Regions from separate parts of the Mus musculus genome. Here all the other regions are linked to region 4. The links are chromatin contacts, called in public ChIA-PET, HiChIP or PLAC-seq and promoter capture Hi-C maps. All regions are on one chromosome and are shown on one strand. Each heading gives the region's core, a stretch centred on a gene start, on an enhancer-like site or on the middle of the called end of the contact. The rest is flanking DNA. Distances are from core to core; before and after follow the strand shown. Region 1 holds the start of Rab17 (RAB17, member RAS oncogene family). Region 2 overlaps Lrrfip1 (leucine rich repeat (in FLII) interacting protein 1). Region 3 holds the start of Prlh (prolactin releasing hormone). Region 4 holds the start of Ilkap (integrin-linked kinase-associated serine/threonine phosphatase 2C).

The links. Promoter capture Hi-C pulls out the DNA fragments that hold promoters and counts their contacts. ChIA-PET counts read pairs in DNA pulled down with a chosen protein or histone mark. HiChIP or PLAC-seq counts read pairs in DNA pulled down with a chosen protein or histone mark.
Region 1: a contact with region 4 is called in a promoter capture Hi-C map of the HPC-7 cell line, with 6 times the contacts expected there. The contact joins the promoter of Rab17 here to the promoter of Ilkap in region 4. A contact is called at or near these places in 17 of 39 promoter capture datasets (the 3T3-L1 cell line, 3T3-L1-derived adipocytes, the C10 cell line and 11 more), 4 of 15 datasets of contacts at CTCF or cohesin (embryonic stem cells, large pre-B cells, pro-B cells and 1 more), 24 of 484 Hi-C or Micro-C datasets (the AML12 cell line, B cells, the HPC-7 cell line and 16 more), 7 of 115 datasets of contacts at active chromatin or transcription factors (the HPC-7 cell line, astrocytes, embryonic midbrain and 4 more) and 4 of 9 other capture datasets (adipose tissue, embryonic stem cells, liver and 1 more).
Region 2: an RNA polymerase II ChIA-PET map of memory CD8 T cells shows a contact between it and region 4, with 18 read pairs. The contact joins the enhancer-like site here to the promoter of Ilkap in region 4. A contact is called at or near these places in 2 of 39 promoter capture datasets (the 3T3-L1 cell line and pre-B cells), 1 of 15 datasets of contacts at CTCF or cohesin (large pre-B cells), 2 of 484 Hi-C or Micro-C datasets (cortical neurons and stem cell-derived neurons), 6 of 115 datasets of contacts at active chromatin or transcription factors (extraembryonic endoderm stem cells, large pre-B cells, memory CD8 T cells and 3 more) and 2 of 9 other capture datasets (adipose tissue and liver).
Region 3: a contact with region 4 is called in a FOXA1 HiChIP or PLAC-seq map of pancreatic cancer cells. The contact joins the promoter of Prlh here to the promoter of Ilkap in region 4. A contact is called at or near these places in 5 of 39 promoter capture datasets (the 3T3-L1 cell line, the C10 cell line, the HPC-7 cell line and 2 more), 6 of 115 datasets of contacts at active chromatin or transcription factors (the HPC-7 cell line, embryonic midbrain, forebrain and 3 more) and 1 of 9 other capture datasets (liver).

The regions. Positions count from the first base shown.
Region 1 is chr1:90,968,114-90,971,597 of GRCm38.p6, reverse strand. It overlaps Rab17 (RAB17, member RAS oncogene family), which reads left to right and starts at 1,978. Exons shown (of 6, transcript NM_008998.4): 1 at 1,978-2,368.
Region 2 is chr1:91,094,296-91,097,551 of GRCm38.p6, reverse strand. The region is part of intron 12 of Lrrfip1 (leucine rich repeat (in FLII) interacting protein 1); the gene reads right to left. Among named protein-coding and RNA genes, the nearest start is that of Lrrfip1, 42 kb to the right of the region's middle. Within about 2 kb of position 1,676, at least 126 of the 459 cell types and tissues checked have an H3K27ac peak or open chromatin away from gene starts, as enhancers often do. A contact at or near this core is called in liver, memory CD8 T cells, pancreatic cancer cells and 2 more, where this site is marked.
Region 3 is chr1:90,951,153-90,954,438 of GRCm38.p6, reverse strand. Prlh (prolactin releasing hormone) reads right to left here and starts at 1,331. Exons shown (of 2, transcript NM_001101647.1): 1 at 1,235-1,331; 2 at 427-590. The coding sequence starts at 1,331. The coding sequence ends at 427.
Region 4 is chr1:91,397,336-91,400,793 of GRCm38.p6, reverse strand. It overlaps Ilkap (integrin-linked kinase-associated serine/threonine phosphatase 2C), which reads left to right and starts at 1,971. Exons shown (of 12, transcript NM_023343.3): 1 at 1,971-2,143. The coding sequence starts at 2,089.

The DNA.
Region 1 (3,484 bases), core at 729-3,228, 430 kb after region 4:
GGGAACCCGGACTCTAGGTAGCAGAATCCTGGGAAGGGAATTTGGTGCATACACCTCTTCCTGCTCAGGGCTCCAGTCTTCAGGGGAGGTCATGTTACAGGAAAAAGATGAAGATGTATTGTTAAAGTCACTGGAGCCCTTGTCAGCTGACCCTGAGTTGAACAAAAAGAGGATTGTGCTTGTTAGTCCTGTCTCAACCAGACAAACCCTCTAAGAGAGGCTCTAGAGGTCAGAGAGGGCCTCTTCTGACTTTGAGAACGTAGGGTGTCATGTGAGAGGGGCCTATGAAGAGATCTGTTACCCCAAGAACTCTGAGCAGCCAATAGAAATGGGGGAGTCTCAGTGCTTCTATCCCGGGGAACTGAAGGTTCTGCGAACATCGTGTAAGCTCAGAAGAACTGTCCTGATTGCCTTATCTATGTGGGAAGACCTGCCCCCGTCAAGGGCAGCACCCTCTGCACAGCCCATATATAAAGGGCACAGCAGTAGGAAGATTTTTGGCCTTTTGCTCAACTCCCTCTTGCCTCTGAGTTGATTCCTCTCCTTGCAGCTATTCCTCCACTGATGTCAGAACCAGTGTTTCCAGCCTTCTGATGTGGACTAGACACCAACAGTTCTCCAGAAACCAACTAGTTTTGCAACACCCCCCAATTCCCCTGAGACTGCAGAGGTCCCCAGCCTCATGAACTGAGCAAATACTGGGTTGTTTGCCCCTCTAGAGGGAGACAGTTACAGTGGGATTGTATCTCACTGGTGAGGCAGCCAGCCTCACAGACCAAACGGCTTCTAGAGTCTCACTCTTTCAGTGGGATTCAGCGTTTGTTACTGTTTTTATGTAAGTTGACTTAATACATTCGGCACATATAAAGCTCTTTCCATTGCTCCTTGTGCATGTGTTGCAAGGGCAGGTCCAGCCACCCACAAGTCTGTCTTCAGGGTACTGAATCGAGATTAGAGTTTAAATAGAGGGCCAAGGATAAGCACCTCTATTCTGATCAGTCTCAGACAACGTGTGGTCCCGCCCACCACGGATCCGTCATTATAACAACATGAGAACTTCAGTCTCATTGTAAGGTAGTCCGACAAGCTGTTAGAAATGCATGCAATCTCTTCCCAGGCAGTGTACTCCCCAGTACAAGATTGCTAGGAGAATGCCCACTCCTTTGGGCTCGCTGTTTCAACAGTCTGATGTTCAACAGTCGAACTGAGCTACCTGTTACCCTGCAGCTCTGAGACTTGACCTCTCCTTACAGCTCCCGAGCTGTTGTCTGTCTGTCCATGGGGTTAATAACTCTTTATAAACCCCTTTGATAACCCCCCCCCCCCGCAACAACCCATCTCAGTGTCCCCTTGAACTCCGGAGACCTTTGTACCAGTACCATTTCCAGTGTAAACCGAAAAGGCCACGCCCACACATCTCTACCCACTACAAGGAGGATAGAAGCGGTGCTGGGTGCCACACCTTGGATGCCAATCTAGGCACAGGGAATCAGGGTCCTGTTCAGAAACAGAATGAGGTTCTTGGTCTTCAAGGCTGTGGGGGCACCCAGACGTGTGGACAGGGTGTGCGTCCTGGAGGACAGGGTGACAAGAAGAAGGCCAGTGGCCTCTGCAGAGAAACAGGTTCTTCAGGGTGCATTGGAAAGCCTCTTGGGAATCCACGACAGCTGCCCCCTCCCCCACTTAAACGGTGCTGAGTTCCCCATTGGGAACACAAGCTGGTAATCCAGGTGAGTTGTGAGCACAGAGAGAACACGCGATTGCCTGGGACTTGTGGCTGAGCACAGGAGAACTGATTTCCATCTTTCTTCAGCCTAGAGTTTCTCCTTCTGGGGATCCTCCAGCCCTGCCCAGGCAATTACCTGCTCCAAGGCACACCCATCCCAGGCTCTGGCCCCGGCCCTGCCCATCTGGCATGCGGCCTCAAACTGGAGATGTTTACATAAATTAAGAAGTGAGCTCGCTCGCTCCTGTAACAGAAGAGCTGTTCTCTAAGTCTGTGATGCTTTCTGGTACAGGTGAGACCTGGAAAGGGCTGAAATTCAGGGCTGCAGCTCGGTGAGGAGGCAGAGAGCCACCAAGTGTGACTTCTAGCTTACTCTGACCCAGCTGATCACATGATCATGTGGGGACTTTGCACCGGAGTTTACAGGAAGAGTCCTGCCGGCTGGGGCCTTGGTGGGAGCAGGGGGCCTGCTCACTTCATTTGCTCGGCTGCTGGTAGTCAGTGTGCACTGCTCTGCCCACCCCGCCCCTGGCAGGACCCTGACGAGTCATACAGCACCCAGGGGAAGCACAGCCAGGGGAAGAGAGGGGTGCCTGCGGCCCTGTGGGATGGTGGTCTGTAGCACTCTTCTAAAGTGAACAGGTGAGTCCTTTTTAGATTGTGTTGTGCTGCGTGTGTGTGTGTGTGTGTGTGTGTGTGTGTGTGTGTGTGTGTGCTGTGAGCATGTGTGAGTGTGTGTGTATGTGTGTGTGTGTGTATGTGTGTGTGTGCTGTGAGCATGTGTGTGTGTGTGTGTGTCTGCTGTGAGTGTGTGTGCATACAGATGTGTGTCCCTGTGTTCTCAGGACCTGAATCAGAGGCGAATCTGAAACAGTAGACGCCTTGAGTTTGTTCAGCACCTATAGTGTTCTTGTTTGGGTCACATTGAATTTTCCTTGCAGAAAGTTCCAGTTAAGGGTTTTGAACATAAAAGGCGAGTGTGAGTGAGTGGGTGCCTTGTAAGGAAGCCTTTTCAGATGGCTGCAGAGGCTCCAGCAATAGCAGAGAGCTTGGCAGACTCTTCCAAAAACTCTCTTCTGCAGCTTGCTGTCAAATGCCATGTTGTTCTGAAGTTCGGTGTCTGGAATGGACAGCTTGGAGGATCTGGGTGAAGAGGAAGGGGTGCAGCTTCCTGGGGTTTCCTCCTTCCCTGAATGTGTTTTCTTAGGTGGAAGAGAGGCAGGCTTGTGACTGCTGAAGAAGGACCCAGTCAGGATGGGAAGAGACTCCCAATTGCAACCACTGCCTTCAGAAAGATCCAAATTCTAGAAGAGGGGGCAGGTACCACATCTCCAACTTTCCCTCCAAGTCGAGGCTTCTGCCTGGCTGCTATTGGAAACTTGCAACACACAGTCACTCAGAAAGCAACACGAGCACATCTGCCGTGGTCTTATCTATTACAGAGAAAAATAATTAATAGCAGGAAAAAAATTCAGTGATAGGGGAATGAACTATCAAAGCGAGATAATTGTAGAAATCTGACGCAGGCACGTGGACACTGTGTTTGATGCTATGACCATTAGGGCAGAGTGTGAGATTACATCAAAGCTGAGGTATTGTTGTTGTTATTGTTGCTGCTGTTTTGTTGTTATTAGAGATAGGGTCTTACTCTGTAGCCCAGAAAGGCTTGAAACTTGTGGCAGCCCCCTGCTTAAGCATCCCAAGTGCTGGGATTATAGGCTTACAACAACTATTGGTGTTGTTTTGGAGGTGCAAAGG
Region 2 (3,256 bases), core at 427-2,926, 300 kb after region 4:
CCTAGGTGTCACCTGGCTCTGCTTGGCTGTGGTTCAAGCCTAGATCCTCTAACCCCAGCTTCTGCCTCTCTCCACGCACCTGCCCTCATGGCTCGTGCAGGTGCAACTGATGTTTATGTTATTTATTTGATGAACATCTTCTAGCCCAGTCTGTGTATCCCATGAAGGGCGAGGGCAGGTTTGCATTGCCTAACACTGTTGACTCATGACCAGACTATTCTAGGTGCTCAATTAACATGAGAAAAATATGGGGGGGGGGTGCGCGCGCATGTGTGCACTTCCTACATTTCTTTCTGTGGCTTTCCAACCAAAAGCAACTTGGGAAGGAAAAGCTTTATCTGGCTTGCACCCCCCAGGACACAGTCTGCCATAGAGGGGGCACCAGGGCAGGAACTTGGAGGTAGGAACCATGGCTAGCTTTTTTATAAAACCCAGGACTGTCTAGGGATGGTATCGCCTACAGTAGGCAGCACCCCCTACAGCAATTAAAATCATCTTTTACAGACCAACATGGTAAAGACAATTACTCCATTGAGACTCTGGTTTCAGGTGATTCTAGGCTGTGCTGACAGTTAACACTAATTAGGATGGAAAGGCTAAGTGGAGGTGGGGACGGAGTTACAGAAGAATGGGAGTGGAGTGGGGAGTGGTGCTGGAATGAGGTGGAACTCCGTCCCCTGCCACTTACATTCGGGCTGATGCATCTTGGCTCTCCTAAGAATTGTATCATTGGGAGCCCCAAACCTTTAGTCTTAGCCCTTGCAGTAGCCTATGGACACAGAGGTATATTCACGTTTTTAAAGGGGAATGAACCATCACTTCCTTTGTTTGGTGACTTTTACTCTTCGGTTGCACCACCCTGCCCCCAGTGTGTAGCACTGCCTCACTTCCTGTCTGACAGATGCAAGATGCAAAGCCTTGAGGGCTGCAGCTGACTTTTGCATTTTCTTCTGTCTTTGGCTCCTGGTAATTACTCCTGGTGAAATACTAAGCCGGGGGTATTTTCCAAGAACCAATATGGACACCAAAAACTATGTCCTATTATGGCTGGGGCAGCTCAAACCAAGCAAAAACATATGCCTTTCAGGGGGCTACTTCATCTGAAGGAGTTTATTTCTGCCTACTTGCCCCAAGTCAGGAGCAGGAGCTGTGACGTGGTGTTAACTCCATCTTTTAACCCCTGCCTTGCTGCACATCCTACTGCATGGGTCTCCCACAGAGGCCAGGATGGAGAGGTCACTGTATCCTTGTTTGTTCCAAGGACAGAGGGTGACAAACCCAGCATCTTGGTGCCTAAAAAAGCATAAAGAAAGAATAGAATCAGCCCTGTTGTTTCTAAGATTCAGGTCCAGCATTAACATAATGCTTTTCTGTGTCCCAGGGCTATGTATGCACTGGGAAGGTGGGTGTGCAATTTGGATCGGCTTTTAACAAAGTGTCAATGAAGCATGTCCAGCTTTGCTGGTGGGAAGAAACCCAGAAGCTCCTGTTCAGACTTGTGGGTCTTCCTGCCTGAGAGGGAGGAGTAGTCAGGAGCAGGCCTGGGAGAGGGACCTGGCAAAGGCTAGTGACCCTCCCACTGACTGAAGAATTTCCTGGAGGCTGCCCTGCATTTGCAGAGGGGTCACTGCACCTGAGAACCATACCCAGGAGGCTCCCCAGTTAGTGTGGAGGTACCTGGCTGTTGTGAGGTGCCAGGTTGAGTTGGGAGGCCAGCCAGTTTTCCACACATCTTTGCGCTGACCTTTGCTCACTAAATGACAACAGAAATAATGATCGAAAGATCTTTAGGGCAACAAATAAACAAACAGGTGACTGGAGAAGGGGAGGGGGGACATCTACTGATTATCTCTGCAACAGACTTAGCAGCCTTCACCGGAGGGAATACAGAGCTCTGCTGGATTGATGCATTTCTCACAGTAGCACAGAAGGGAAAGTATGACCACACCTCCAGTTCCCCACATCACAGAGATCACTTCTCTTGCCTCACAGGCTGCAGAGACCAAGACATACAATGCATGCCTCTGTGAGGAAATAACAGCCAAACTTGTTTCATGTGTGTAAATTTTCCACAGATCTGGAAAGTGCACACACAACAAAAGGATCCGAATCTGACTTCAGTCTTTCCAGTCACAGAAACCATGAACATTCCCACATCATGACCTCATCTTGATACTTAAATAAATCCAAGGGCCACGCCTAGTGATGACAAATCAGCCACCCCAGACAGTCATTGCTGGGGCAGCGGGGTGGGGTGGGGTGGGGTGGGGTGGGGTGGAGGAGGTGTTGTTAAGAATCTTTGAAAGTAAAGCTACAAACTTCTTTTGATTGCAAACACTCCACTTATTCCTCAAGTGTACAGTTGACTATTACGCACAAGAAAGAGGATTCTACACTAAAACAAATCCAATGAGCTCATCTATGCAAGTGCTGTATCTTGGGTCTGCTGCATTCTGGGATGCAGGAACCAATCCTGGGCAGTATAGTGTTCAGGAACTGAGTTCTAAACTATGTATTTATGTCTGAGCCCAGCAAAAGAGATTGGCCTGGACTGTCTGCACTTTCCACTCATGGCTTTCAAAATGTGGGCCTCCCTCCACCCACACTGATGCTATAGCCTGGGTGTGTCTCCCTACCACAGCCAAAACTGTCTGGTCAGGTGTGGTGCATATGATACACCTGTAGCCTCAGCACTTGGGATGTGGAAGCAGTCGGGATAGGAATTCAAAGATATCTTCAACTATATAGTGAATTCAAGGCCATTTGGGGATAGAAGAAAAAAACCAAGGGGCTGGGGAGGTGGCTCAGTTGGTAAAGTATTTGCTATGAGGCATGATGAGGACCTGAGTTTAATCTCTAGCAACACATTTTAAAAAGAAGAAGAGGGACGAGGAGAAGGAAGAAGAAGAGGAGGAAGAAGAGAAGAAAGAGGAAGAGGAGAGAGAGGAGGAAGAGGGAAGAAGAGGAGGAAGAAGAGGAAGAGGAGGAGGAGCAGGAGGAGGAGGAAGAGGAGGAGGGTGGGGGAAGAAGAGTAGGAGGAGGAAGCGGCAGCAGTAGAGGCAGCAGCTGGCTTTGTGGTATACAGCTGTAATTCCAGCATCCATGTAGGAGTATTCCGGGTACTTGCTGACTAGCCAGAAAATCAGCAAGAACCAGGCCTGGTGAGAAGCTCTGTCCCAAAATATTTATGTTAACAGCAATAGAGCAAGATAGCAGATATCTCCCCACACATCCCACAACCATACACAAAATAATT
Region 3 (3,286 bases), core at 82-2,581, 450 kb after region 4:
GTACCTTGTGTAGGTGGAAGCTTGTGGGAACAAGTGACCAAGAAAAGGGCACCCCATTTCTGGGCAGTGATGTGGTTTTGGGGAACAGGAATTTATAGGAACACTGAATCAACATTCCCTTCCCCCACTGCAGGGTCTTAAGGGACCAGGACAACCTCTGTGGGGCCTGGTAATGAGCGATCTCAGTTGTTCTATTGGGGGCAGGTGGGAGCCTCTTCTTTCCAAAGAGGTTACTGGGTTCTGAGCTTCTTTCATGGTTACCCTCCCCAGAGAGAAAGCACCTTCCGGTTTGTTACCACATAGTTACAAGTGTACAATAAACAAAGCCAGCACTTTTATTAGATCAGAGGGAAAACCGGAAAGGGAGGGTGGAGGAGGCTCTGCGGGGGGACAGGGAGGGTGGGCTTGGGCTCAGCATCACTGTCTTCATGAGCTGTGAGAGAACTTGGCACTTCCATCCAGTGGGAAGCAGCTTAGCCGGCACCGCAGGCCAGGTCCGGTGACATCCCTCAGGGCTGCCCTCCTCCTCCCGAAGCGGCCCACAGGCCTGATCCCACGACCCGTGTACCAGGCAGGATTGATGTCAGGGGCTGGAAAGGAAAGAGTCAGAGCAGCGTATGGGACACGGGAGCCCCTAAGCTGATGGAAACCTGGGCACCAGGCCATGTTGGCACCCACCCTGATTACACTGGCTGGGCATATCTGGGCAGTGGTGTGGCTTTAGGGAATTTATTTAGACATATGCCAGGATCAGTATTCTCTTCCTGTCTGACTGTCATCCTCCAAAGTCTTAAGGGACCCCACAAAGATGGGTTAGGGGAATGATGAGGACAGGAAACAGGACCATTCTGGGGAGATCTTAACAGGACCAATCTCCCAACTGACTGCATGGTAAGGTAGCTTTTGCTTAGATCCCAGAGGCTCTCAACCTGTGGGTTGTGTCCCTTTTGTTTGGGGGGAAGGGCGCATATCAGACATCCTGCATTTCAGATATTAACATTATGATCCATAACAGTAGCAAAACTTACAACTATGAAAACAGCATCACAATAATTTTCTGGCTGGGGGTCACCACAACATAAGGATCTGTATTAAAAGTTCTGTATTAGGAAGGTTGGAAACCACTGGCTTAGGAGATGGCTAACCTCCCATTCAGGGGCTGGGTACTCAAGGCATTTGGGAAGCATATGGATGGGAGGTGACAGTGGCTGTCCTCCATATGCCAGGCACTCACTGCGGGTCTCCATGGAGTGCTGGTGGGCTCGGCTGGAAGCTCCTGGGAGGACTAAGCCTAGCAGCAGCAAGCACAGAAGCCAGGTCCTCGGTGCCATGCTTCCGGCTTCCTGGATGATGCCCTGGAGATTGGATCCTGAAGCCTGGGGGTAGAGATGCAGAGTACGTTGTATGCACAAAGCCAGGAGGGACCCTAGGTTGTTTGTACAGATGTACGTGTGTGTGTGGTGCGTGTCCGTGCCTATGAGGTGTGCAAATGCATATGTTTAGTGCACATAGCTACAATTATCAGGGGAGAGGTGTGAGCTGTGCACAGGTGGCTGTCTTGGGACATCCTTGGGTCTGTCTGTCCATCTGTGTCAAGAGCTGGGAGGTAGACACCCAGGCCTTGGTGGGAAGCAGATTTATGGGCAGCCTTGTGGTCAGCAGAGGTGGAGAACAATTTGCCCAACCTCAGAGGTAGCTAGGAGTTGGAACATATTGGAACCTCAGTGCCCAGGCTTTCCTCACACTTTGTCTGGGATCTCCTGACACTGAGAGCCAGGCAGGCAATGGAGGACACTTAGCATCCCACATCCCCAGAGAGCTCACACCTCACAGCCTCTACAATAACCCAGGACTTTAGACTCAGTTTGCTGAGACTCCAGAATGGGCCTCTCCTCACAGAGTCCCCCTGAATGACATGGGAAGGCTGCCGCCACTGTGTATGGGAACTGGTACCCTGCTGATGGAGTGTTCTGACCTACCACATAGCATCCACCTGTGATACTTCCTGCAGGGGACCCTTTTCTTCCTACCCCTGACATTTCAGGTCCTATTAGAAGATGCTCAAGGAAGACCCCCCCCCAGCTGACTTTGACGCTCCAGCTTCTCCTTGTCCACACAGCGCTGTCCATCAGAGCTCTTTAAATGCCCACCCTCTCCTCCTCCTCCTCCTGGGATGTCCCACACAGTGAAGGGGAACCCTAACTAGAGGAATGGAGGAGCCACCATGAATCATTGTAAAGACTGCACCCACTCAGGCTGGGTGATGGGGACTGAGAATGCTAACTGATCCTGAGTTCTGAGCCTTTCTGGAGGGTGCCTTCTGGGCTTTGCTTGAGGTGTCCCACTGAGGGCCACCTTCACCTGCCCTCCATCATGGACAGCCCTTGAGTGTCAGAGACCCCAGAATGGTGTGTGGTCCTAGACCACAGACCACAGGTAGTTCTCTCTGCTTGTCCTGCTTGGTGCCCGCACTTGGCTGCCCAGTAAGCCTGGCAGAGAAAACACTTGTGGAGAAGCTGGAAGTCACAGCAACACCCAGCCCTCTCCAGCACTGCCAAGTTACTCACCCTCTCTCTGTCCCTTGAGTGTGGCGATAAGGCTGCCTGGGCGTGAGGTGAGGTCTGCCTGCCTGCTTATCTTTTATAGGCCAACAAGGAGGCAAAGGACGCCCCCAGACCCCTCCTTGAGATGGCGTCTTTGCTTATAGCCTGCAGTTTCCACTACGTCTCTTCTCTCATCATCTCATCAAGACACTCCGTCTTTTTTTTCCTTTCCTTTCTTTTTTTACCTTCTTAAAAAAAAAAAAAACCCAAACCTCTCATCACTGACGTGGTTTGTTCCTTCCTGAATTATATAATTTCATTTGGGCCAAGTGGCTTTAAAACACATTAACACCCCCCCTGCCCCCTCTTCACGCTCTCCTTTGGGCAGACTCCACAGTGACGTGTCCACCCGTCCTCTCAATGTGAACTAGAATATGGCCTCTTCTGAATACTTGTCCCACCTGAGCCATGACTTCCTGGAATTGTGGCCAGGAAGTCCCTTGAACCCAGGTGGGTACCTCCTACTCTGGTTGTCCCCTCAGCTTGCTTATCCACATGCACGGTCTCTAGACACATTTTCTCTGGTTCATCCTGAGTCTATGGCTGAGAACACACCAAGTTTATTGATACAATACAATCAGAAGCCTGGCATTGTGGTACATGACTGTAACCCCAGCTCTCTGGGAAGTGAAGCAGGAGGATGGCTATGAGTTCAAAACCAGGCTGCCTCAATAAAGCAAAAC
Region 4 (3,458 bases), core at 722-3,221:
GAGAGTGTGTGCTTTCTGAAACAATTAGATCACAAGATTCTGACCTAGTGAAAGTTTTAACTCATTGGCAGGTTTAACATTTTAATAGATTGTTGGCAGGTGGTAGGATGGTGGGAAGTGGATACTGAAGAAAGTAGGTGACTGAGAACTTGTCATTTTGGATTATGTTATCCTGGTCCCTTTCTGATGTCCTTCCACTCTGTTTCCTATACATCATGAACTGAAGACCCTCCCCTATCACATACTCCTATTGCCATGCTTTCTGCCCAAGTATCTTAAGTCAAGCAACAGACTAAGGAAAAGATTTGTAGGAGAGAAAATGAAATCTGTCAGGGAGTTGAGGTACTGTGATTACCCATAACCCGTTCTTGGCACTTAGTGGAACCCAGAGATCTATTGGTGGTAGGAAAATTAACGAGTCATGTCCAAAGGTGCAGCAGTTCAAGCCTGGTGTGCATGGAGATTATGAAGGGAAAGAGAACAGAAGAGAACTTAGGGTCAGGTCAGAATTCCAATTGCCAGGGGTGGTGACAGAGATTTATATATAGTCCTAGCACTGGGGAGGTAGAGGCATTGTGAGTTCAAGTCCAGCCTGGCCTACTGAGCAAGTTCTTGTCTCCACAAAAGATTTTATTTAGCAGCCAGAAGTTGAGCTGTAAACCAGGTAGAGATGGAGTAATGATTAGAGATGTCCATACATATGAGGGAAAGACAGGCCACATGGCAAACACTGCCAGAATTCATGTGGAATGGTGGCCGACGAGTCTATTTGCAGGAGTGGGAAATCAAGTTTAGTGTGGTGATTTGAATATGCTTGGCCCTCAGAGTGGCACTATTAGGAGGTGTGGCCTTGTTGGAAGAGGTGTGATCTAATTGGTGGAAGTGTGTCACTTTAGGGGTGGGCTTCAAGACCCTCCTCCTACCTGCCTGAGGAAAGTCTGCTCCTGGCTTCCTTTGGATGAAAATGTAGAACTCTCAGGTCCTCCAACGCCGTGCCTACTTGAATGCTGCCATGCTTCCTGCCATGATGATAAAGGACTGTATCTCTAAACCTGTAAGCTAGCCCCAATTGTTGTCTTTTATAAGAGTTTCCTAGGTCATGGAGTCTGTTCACAGCAATGGAAACCCTAAGACACTTAGCAAGAGCTGCTTTAAAAACATAGTGATATCAAGTTGGGATGGGCTGAGAAGTGTATGAGATATATGGACAAAAGACAAAGTGCTGTTATTTCAAAATCCTACATCTGTCAAGGAAGAGACAGTTCTGTCTGAGTGCAGTAAAAACTTCAAACAGTGGCTTGGAGGTCAGCTGGGTGGATCCACCTATTGCAGCTAGAGAATATCTGGTCTACATTTGCAAGGAAGCAATGACTTGTTACCTACTGCACCAAGAAGTCCACACAACACTGGCAAAAAAACCAAAAACAACAACAAACAAAAAAAACAGGTAAGGTGGTGTTGGAAAGGGCTGGTAGGATTGGGGTGTGTAGTCAATAAATTTGGGTACCTTTAAGGAAGTGAAGTCTTTGTGGATTGTATGGTAGGAAGAGGAATTAATTCCATGAGTGGCTCTTTTCTGAGACCAGGGAAAATACACAACACAACTTTGTAATTGGTAAAGCGTCATAAATTTGGTGGCTGAGATGAGGGATGTTTGTCACTTTTGTGGCTTGGCCAGTGATGGTGTTTTTTTCTGGTCTCTATCCCAGTGGGACAGCTGAGACCCCGCTGGGCGCCATCCTGCTCCCGGGCGGTCAGAAGGTGCTTTGCCTGCTCGGTCACACAGGGAACAGTGGACAGGTGCAGACCCGCCTCTCCGGCCAAAAGCCTGTCTGGATGTCAGGCTCGGCGCCACTCCTCCCTTCTTTCCGGGGAAACGCCATAACAATTTATCACGGGACCTAATGCCCAGGCCAAGAGCGCCCGTGCGCTTGCGCAGCCCACCCCCGCCCCGCCCCCGCGCGTAGCACTCTGGGGCGGCGGCTGGGCGGCGCGCGATTGGCAGGGTCTCCCGCGGTGAGTGACGGCGCCGCCGCCGCCGCCGCCGCCCAGGGTAGCGCGGAGCCTCCGCTCCACTGCCCCGCCGCCATGGACCTCTTCGGGGACCTGCCGGAGCCCGAGCGCGCGCCGCGGCCATCTGCCGGTAAGCGGCGCGGGGGAAAAGGGCGGCGCCGGGATGCGCTGCCTCCGCCATCTTCGCGCCACCGCCGCCTCAGTCTCGGCCTGTGGCTCCCGAGGCCGCAGCGACCGCGCGGTCCCTGTCCAGGCCTCGCGTGGCACACGCACGAAGTCCCGCGCCGAAGGGTCGGGGCACTCTGGCTTTAATTTGGCTACAGCAAGACTCCCAGCGGAATGTCCTGGTCCCGGGCCTGTTTGCGTCCTGGAAACCCCGAGAACTTAACAAGTTTCCGACTTCCAGCCCCTTGGTGCGGGGCGCCTGCACAGCCAATGCAGGGCGCTACGGCTAGATAACCGAGGCCGGGGATGGGGGGTGGCGTCTGCAGCCCACGTTTTGGGAAGGTCTTTGGCACGGAATAGGAAGGTGAAGAGGACCCAGCCTTTGCCTTCAGAGAGTTCAGTTCTGATCGCAGAGGCATAGGTTAAAAACCGTGGGAAACGCCAAGCGTCCGGAGTAACGGTACCCGAAGACTAGTGAGAAAGACCTGGGAAGGAGGCGGCCTTTAGCGAGGGCTTCGGCTGATGGTTTCCAGAGATTCTAGGCAAGGAAACAATGTTCAAAAGTGGGAGGGCTCAGATCTCCAGCTTGGCAGAGCGGGACGGGCTAGCATGGAAGAATGCTGGAGCTTGGGGTTATGAGAAGGTATTGACCTGTCCTCTTCACACCTGTGCTTTGGTTTTTAACCTGCGCACCTCCAGACTCCTGAGATGCTTTGTAGTGTCCTCTTTTTGCAGTTGTTCCTGGTAGTGGCACCGTTACGTACCCCCACCAACCACTCTGATGGTACAGAAGCTTCTAAGTAACTAGGCCTTGAGACTGAGTTTGATTCAGCCATGCTTTTTGAAGATAACCACCGTTACAGTTGTGAGTAAAGCTGGCCTCATACAGGCAGCCTTGCATCTGTCACTGGAGTATAACCTGTGTCTGAATGTGCTCGGACCAGAGTTTGGATTGCCAGATGTGCCTAGAAATCTGTCATCATTAGTAGTCCCTATTGCTTTTTATCCAAAGTTATTTTGGGTCTTCTCCGTGGTCAAGGCTCTCTTGACATGACCTAAAACCTTAAACTCAACTTGGGACTTAGCAGATACATGCGTTCCCCATGCCCCTTCCCTCCCTCCCTCTCTCCCCCTCTCCCCCCCAAACATATTGAGTAATCTGAAATAAACTCACTCCTATCCACTACAGGGGGTGGGGGAGACACAAAAACACATTCCAAGAATAATTATGTGTTTTGAAGAAACTGAGGTCACAAGACTCTTGTCTTGTTTTCTCACAG